Regions from separate parts of the Mus musculus genome. Here region 2 is linked to region 1. The links are chromatin contacts, called in public HiChIP or PLAC-seq maps. All regions are on one chromosome and are shown on one strand. Each heading gives the region's core, a stretch centred on a gene start, on an enhancer-like site or on the middle of the called end of the contact. The rest is flanking DNA. Distances are from core to core; before and after follow the strand shown. Region 1 overlaps Rpap2 (RNA polymerase II associated protein 2). Region 2 holds the start of 4930428O21Rik (RIKEN cDNA 4930428O21 gene).

Region 1 (3,835 bases), core at 779-3,278:
CAGGCTTTTAACCTGGGGGTGTAGATTTGTTGAGGAATGATCTGGAAACTGGTGCTAGACGCAGGTCTTGTTGGGGTCCCCCAACCTGGGAAATGGTGCTAGGTACTGGCCTGTTAATTAACTTGAGTTCAATCTTAGGTCAGGTTATCTAAGATGGAGTTTGAACCCAAAAGATTTGGTCTCAGTAAGGTTGACTGAGCTGTGTGTGACAGGCTGGCTTAGGCTGTGGCACACAGTAGAAGGGTGTGTTAGCATCACTTCATTAGCACATTTACTTTGTAATGGCAGACCCCATGCTTTATTTGAAGAGCATACACAAATGGCCTTTGAAAATCATGAGACCTGCTCGGTTCTTAAAATGAATCAGATGTGTGAGCTGCTGTGGTCTCGTGGTTAGAAGTGCAGACTGTGGGGATGCTTCTGGGGTTATCTGCTCGTCTGTTCCCCACTTACATGACCTTAAGAGAGTCGCTTGGGCCTCATCTTGGAGTTGACACCTGCTGCAACTTCACAGAAAGACCAACAAGTTAGTCTCATTTTAAAAAGAATCTTTTTAGAAAGTCGTAAATCACTGACTTGTGTTTGGGACCGGCTGGGGTCTGCAAGAGAATGGTACATTTCTACAGCCCACTGTGAAGTGGCTGAATGACACTCGGCTCTAACCTCTCTGTGTTTGTTTCCTTGTCGGGTCAGCAAAAGTAGCGTGCAGCAGTTGCCACAGCACATGGCCTAACCTGTGTTATCTTATAGAAAGGAGGAGGCTCTGCAGCATGGTGACTTTCTGGACTTTTAGCCCAGCTGATTGTTGTTTTCTTGTGGGGAGGAAGTCTGATCCACAGGCTAGACAAATGTTTGTGGGCTCCCTCCCTGTTAGCATTAGACTTTCTGTCTCTGTTCAAGAAGCAACACAGTAAAGGGAGTTGAAGGTGCAGGCCAGTGGCACACTTGTAACCCCAGTACTCAGGAGGCAGAGGCAGGCAGATCTCTGAGTTCCAGACCAGCCTGGGCTACATAGAGACTGACCCTGTCTCAAGAAGGAAAAAGAAAAGAAAAAAAAAGTAAGTTTATGTTAAATATGAAACCTAAAATTTGAAATTCCAACTATTTATATTCTGAAGAGCCCTAAATATACAGGCAGGATTCCTTCTGAAAAACATATACCTGATTTCTTTTTCATTTCTGAGGAAGATGTTTTGCATAACATCTGGGGTTTCTGTGAGCCCTCGGCTTTCTGAAGACATGGCATCTTGAGCTTCTGTGTTCTGGGTCACAGGGAGCCAGTGTTTTGTTTCTTTGAGTGTGAGTATAGGGTGATAAGGACAGATATTCCGGTTAGTCCTCTGTCATTTAGTTCTGGAGAGAAGGGTAGATCCTGGCTCAGTTTTTAGAACAAGATAGTCTGGTGCTGAGTCACATTTGAGAACTCTAACTTCTTTAGAGTGCCACAGTTAAACTTGCTTTAGATTTTTACCAGCACCATTCTTAGTGAAGCACTTCAGCCAAGCATCATGCCTGTAACCCAGCATTCACGAGGCCAAGGCAGGAGACTGAGCTTTGTAGTGAGACCCTATCTCATTTTAAATGTAGGTAAACCTATGAAACCTAAGACTTTCTTTGCTTTCATTTGAGTCTGTTCCCATAGACTGTCAGGTATTGTACTTGTTATTTAGGACTTAAAAATAGGGTCTTATCCTGAACCCAGGCTAGCTTAGAACTTGTGGTAGTCCTCATACCCCAGCCTCAAAAATGCTGGGATCACAGATGTGAGCCTCCACTTCAGGCTTCATGTATCTATTTACATTGCTGGCATGATAAGCACAGAATATATAAACATAGTCTGTCTTTATTTTAGGCAGAAAATTCCCTCATACCCCCTCCTTCCTAGCTCTAAGAGAAGATAGGAGGGGCAAGGGATATAGTCACTGTATCTTCATGGCCTTTGTGCCTGGTGAGCAACAGAGTGGATTCCCACCCTGCAGCAGAACTCTGTATGAACCCAGTAATTTCTCAAATCTGATAGGTTAAAGTGTGGCTTTTTGTTTCCTGTCCTTCCTCCACCCATAACCATACTGTGCTTTCTGGTGACATTTACTCTCACAGACCTTGTCACAGCTCTTTCTTCACTTAGATCACTTGTACGTGAGGGAGATGGTTGTCCAGTACCATTTGCAACAGCCCACCTGCTCTCAGAAAACTCCCTAGGAGACAGTGCTCCTGCTTCAGTGTTGAGGGTGGAGTTCTGGGATATCACTGATGCAGGTGCCCTAGATGTTTAAGAAGTGATCATTCAGACCACCGTGATCTACAGTGTTCTAGGAGTTTCCAAGTGGAGGCCCTGGTGCTTTAATGTGGTGCCATGACTGCCGCGGTAGGAATCGGAAAGGAGGAGAGCACTGAAAATCCTAGCCTGCTACTGACTTTCACTGCCGTACAGATGGATAACACAGCATTGAATCTGCTATTTAATTCTAATTGTTCAATAAACCAAAACTTGGACTCTTTATGTGGCTCTCTGTCTGGGGACAGGATGCAAACCCAGACCGCTGGGTCTTCTGAGTCTCAGTGAGCCATTTTCACAGCTCCGAGTCCTTGACTCTAATGTTCTATCAAAGATCCCTCAGTAGTCATGCCCATACTTTGAAGCTCTTCCTAGCACTGCACATAGTTCCTGTTAAGCAGGTGTTAGAACAACAAATGGCCTGTCCTAACCTGACGTGTTCTCTCCGTTTGATGTGTAACATATGTGGAGCAGTGGGCTAAAGGGCGTGTCAGGGGGATGCTGTCTGACACTTGGCTTTGCTTTGTTGTTTGCCACACAGTAAAGAACCAGCTTCAGATGTCCCTGTGTTTTCCCTGGAGTCTCCCTGAGAAGTCTCTTCCTGCTTTTGATTTTATAGGTTAATGAGTTTGCAGTACCTGTTTTCTTCGAAGTGTCACCTGCAGTCCTGCTACTGTCCCCTCTGCCCTCACAGACTTTATGTATTAACTTTTAAAACATTCACTGCTATCCACATTCTCTACCAGTGACTTTAAAGATAGAAAACACATTGTCAAATATCAACTCTGATGTGTTGCTATATCTTAAGAAGTTTTTCAGTTCATTGTTTTCTTTGGTATCCACTATTAGAAGTTTGAAGGTTAAAATAGTTACTTCAGTTCTTTCAATGCGTGATGGGTTTTTTTTTTAATTTTTTATTAGGTATTTTCTTCATTTACATTTCAAATGCTATCCCAAAAGTCCCCCATACCCTTCCCCCCCACCACTCCCCTACCCACTCACTCCCACTTCTTGGCCCTGGGCGTTCCCCTGTACTGGGGCATATAAAGTTTGCAAGACCAAGGGGCCTCTTCCCAATGATGGCCGACTAGGCCATCTTCTGATACATATGCAGCTAGAGACACAAGCTTTGGGGGTACTGGTTAGTTCATATTGTTGTTCTACCTATAGGGTTGCAGACCATGATGGGTTATTTTTAATGAAAAAGATTGAACAGGATAATTTAAACTGAGGGTAGAGCACATACCTGTATTCTTGGGAAGCTGAGGCAGAAAGATCACTTGAGTCCTGGAATCAGAATTAGTCTGGGCAACGTAGCCTATGTCAAAAAGGAGAGAAAATATATACATGGGCCTAGAAAGTCGGTTTAACAAAAGTGGGGTAAGCACTTGATAAGATCCTGCAGGTGTACTTCACAGATAACTTAGAAGTGCTTCCTCTTTGTTCATTCCCTAGTTCAGTCTTTGGGTTTGTTGTAGTTTTGAAGTAGTGACTTTAGACAGTCTCTGTATTCTGAGGCGCTCTGTTTCACTGTGTCCAGAAGCTCAATGGCAGCAC
Region 2 (3,881 bases), core at 1,242-3,741, 53 kb after region 1:
TTCTCAGAACAGCCCAAGGACAACAGGTGTCAACAATCAAACCGCACTCCACTGGAGATACGCTAACAGGGCGCTTAAGGTGGTGACTATGTGGAGGAATGATAAGAGAGGCATTTTTAGGACAAGCAAAACAGAAAAACCCACAAGGACACCATGAAAACTGAAACCACATAATCTCTAAATAGAGAAGTAACAATGTACTGATATTTCAGTTGTACAAAAGCGAGAGCTTGGGAAGGAGGGCGCTGTCATGGAGGTCGGCGCTGCTTTTCATCCCCAGCGCGGGGTGAGAGACAAAACCGATTACTCTGTTGTTGCTACAAGACATTTCAGGTCTTTCCAGACATAGCAAATAAGTAGTAGTAATAACAATAACAATAATACAAATAAAGAAATCATGAGGCTTCAAGGTCAGGGCAGACATGTACAGACAGATAGACAGACAGAAAGAAAGAAAAAAATAAAGAAAGAAAGAAAGAAAGAAAGAAAGAAAGAAAGAAAGAAAGAAAGAAAGGGCAGTGATAAAATTCTAGTTGTCTTGTTTTTAGGTTTTAATTATGTATCTATGTGTGGGTTTGTGTGCCTGAGTGCCAGCACTCAGTAGACCAAGGGCATCGGATCCCCTGGAGCTGGACTTACAGGCTTGAGCTTTGAGCTGCCCAACATGGTACCGGGAACATAACTCAGACGCCCTGGAATAGCAGGAAGCACTCAGCTGTTGATCCAGCTCTTCAGACCTAATAAAACTCCAGTTTTTAAGCTCAAGATGCCAGGGTTGCTCAATGTTATTAGCATACTCACGGCCTATAGCTTCATGACACCTATTCTTTCACATATAGCAAGGGCTCTGAAATCAAAAGCACATCTGCTCGGCACGGTGACGCACACCTGTGATCCCAGTACCGGGGAGATAAAGACAGGAGGAGCCGTAATTCAAAATCATTCAGCTACAGTGGAAAATTCAAGGCCAGACCAAGCTACATGAGACCTTGTCTCCAAAAGACGAAAAATAAAATTAAAAAAAAAATGTCTATGTAAGTCTAGAAACAGATATTAAAGGGAGGGAGCTACACACACACACACACACACACACACACACAAAATATTTTAAAAATCACTCTCTGACAGAGACTGCTGTCAGGAGTGTGATGCATAATCCTACTCCCCAGTCAGTAAGAAAACACATTTGCATTTCTGGTTTAAGAATCAGGGATTAGGGGCTGAGGTACGAGAGCCAGAGTTTGGATCCCCAGAACTCACATAAAATCCAGACAGATGTAGTGGTCCACAGGCAGATGTGGTGGAGGTCCATAGGCAGATGTAGTGGTCCACAGGCAGATGTGGTGGTGGTCCACAGGCAGATGTGGTGGTCCACAGGCAGATGTGGTGGAGGTCCATAGGAAGATGTAGTAGTCCACAGGCAGATGTGGTGGTCCACAGGCAGATGTGGTGGTGGTCCACAGGCAGATGTGGTGGAGGTCCACAGGCAGATGTGGCAGTCCACTTGCCGTGCTAGATCTCAGGCGGGAGGAGCAGAGGATCCCAGGGACAAGCTGGCTATCCAGACTTGCCAAATCCGTGGGCTCTAGGTTCAAGTGAGAGACCCTGTTTCACTATATAAGGTCAGAGTGATTAAGAAAGACACATGAAATCAACCTCTAGCCTTCACATGTATGCACATACAGACGCATATCAACCACATACATGCAAACACACACATACATATTACATGTACAAACACAGAGAAAAAATCATCAACCATACACATGCAAACACACACATACAAACACAGAGAGAAAAGTCAGTGAATAAAGAGAGTAGAGTTTTTGTCTCTGGACAGCAGCACACTGCTGGACCAGGTGTTGGAGGCAGTTGTATTTCTTTAAGGACACAGAGAATCCTGTGCACCTTACCTCCATCACACAGGTAAGAATAATTTAGGTGATAAACAGATGGTTCTGGGATTCCATCAGCAGTGAGCAGCTGATTTCTGAAATATCCCTCTGAACTGTTTGACAGGAAGAATATACTAGAATAGATTTATTGAAATGTGTGACATTTATTCCTAAGTTGATCAGTGTTAAAATCTATCGCAATGTAACTGAGAATATCAGTGCTCACTCACCTTAAAGAATGAGACCAGTAATTTGAGTTAGGACTCAAATCCCTGCTGTGTCACTTGGTATAAATTTTTACTACGTGATAGTAGTTACTAAAGTGAGGCGATATAAACTGGGTGTGAAGTTCAAGGTTGTATCCTCTGTTACATGAGTTTGAGGCCAGCCTGGACTACACGAAAGCCTGTCTCAAATTTAAAAAGATACCAGTAGCAAGCATAATGATGGTGACCCATCCACTGCCTGCCTACTCAGCACTCAGCCTTCCAGCCTTTCATTTCCCCAAGGTTTCCTAAAACTCTACCTCCTCAGCCTCCCAAGTGCTGGGTGACAGTGGGAGCCATACTTGGTTTGCAGCAGTGAAGCTCTTGCTGTGTATGATGTGGTAATCTCTCTTTTTTTCTTTTTCACTGCAGATTCAGCTTCTGAGTTGTGTTTAATCTTTAGAGTAGGATTGGTGAGTAGAGGAAACCAGATGTTTCGAAGAGACAACGTCATAGTGAAACTGAAAACATCAGCTAAGGAAAGATCTATCACACCTTTTGTTTCAGGGACAGTGAGCTTTGGGCCATCCGACTCCTTTTTATTTGATAATATAAAGTTAGTGGCAGGTACGGGAACACAACAGTAGTCCAGGCTGGCCTCAAACTCATGTAACAGAGGATACAACCTTGAACTTCACACCCAGTAATCCTGGGACTTGGGGTGAGAGAAAGAGGACAGCCTGGGATACGTAAGACCCAAATCAAAACAAAGGACAACAACAAAATGTTAATTCCTGCACATCATGAGACCAGAACAAGCCAGCCACACTCTTCCTGCTTGATTCTGCAGTAAACTGCTGTTCCTTCCAGTGCAATCTGGCCCATTCCTGCCCTGGCAATGTGATACACACAGGACTCAAACTCACAGCACAGACACTGGGATGTGAGGGAACTGCAGCCAAACTCTTAGTTTTAACCTTTCTAACCTTTCTGAGACCCTAAGCCCAGGCTAGCCCATGAAGTATGGCTGCTCTTGGCCTCTTCATTCTTCTAAACTTCCCTCTGTCTGCTGTGTAGGCTTAGATTAGATTAAAAACATTAGTGGAGCTGAGAAGACATCTCCAAAGTGCAGTGGGTATGTTAGCATCTGCCAGTGTAGGGGGAGAGATGGAGGCTTACAGCCAGCCTAGCCACCAATGAGCTCCTGATTTACTGTGAAAGATCTTGTCTCAGGAAGTTCAGTGGACAACAACAGAAGATGTCCACACAGACCTCTGATGTCTACATGCACAGGCGCCTACACACAAACATCTGTGCACATGTATAGCATATGTATACACACTACACACAAAAGAAAACCATTAATAAGTAGAGAAATGTATGCATGTATTCCTAACATACCCATGCCCAGAATTCCAACTGCTCTGAACTTTTAAGGTGAACTTTTAAGGTAAATTTTAGAGGTAGTGGAGACTAAACCCAGGGCCTTATACATGCTACATACACATGGTACCAGAGTTACATGCCATCCCCGGTAATATTTATTCATGAAGTATTTACTTTCTGACCTGCACTGATAAAGACCCTGGAGATGTAGTAATAAACAAGACAGACATGATCTTGAGTTATAAAAAAGTAAATAAAAGAAAATCATCAGGAAAATAAAGGTGAAGAGAGAATCTCTACGTAATGTATGAGAGCATCACCTGTCAATTAAAAAAAAGCCTATGGCCAATGAGCTGAGGCAGGAAATAGGAGGTGGGAGTTCCGGCAGAGAGGG

The links. HiChIP or PLAC-seq counts read pairs in DNA pulled down with a chosen protein or histone mark.
Region 2: a contact with region 1 is called in an H3K27ac HiChIP or PLAC-seq map of CD8 T cells, with 11 times the contacts expected there. The contact joins the promoter of 4930428O21Rik here to the enhancer-like site in region 1. A contact is called at or near these places in 1 of 15 datasets of contacts at CTCF or cohesin (CD8 T cells), 5 of 484 Hi-C or Micro-C datasets (CD4 T cells, memory CD8 T cells, natural killer cells and 1 more) and 6 of 115 datasets of contacts at active chromatin or transcription factors (CD8 T cells, the SCID.adh cell line, bone marrow-derived macrophages and 3 more).

Annotation. Positions count from the first base shown.
Region 1 is chr5:107,648,568-107,652,402 of GRCm38.p6, forward strand. The region is part of intron 11 of Rpap2 (RNA polymerase II associated protein 2); the gene reads left to right. Among named protein-coding and RNA genes, the nearest start is that of A930041C12Rik, 17 kb to the left of the region's middle. Within about 2 kb of position 2,029, at least 39 of the 459 cell types and tissues checked have an H3K27ac peak or open chromatin away from gene starts, as enhancers often do. A contact at or near this core is called in CD8 T cells, the SCID.adh cell line, memory CD8 T cells and 2 more, where this site is marked.
Region 2 is chr5:107,700,989-107,704,869 of GRCm38.p6, forward strand. 4930428O21Rik (RIKEN cDNA 4930428O21 gene) reads right to left here and starts at 2,492. Exons shown (of 3, transcript NR_045871.1): 1 at 2,422-2,492; 2 at 1,261-1,585. RefSeq lists an enhancer at 1-3,402.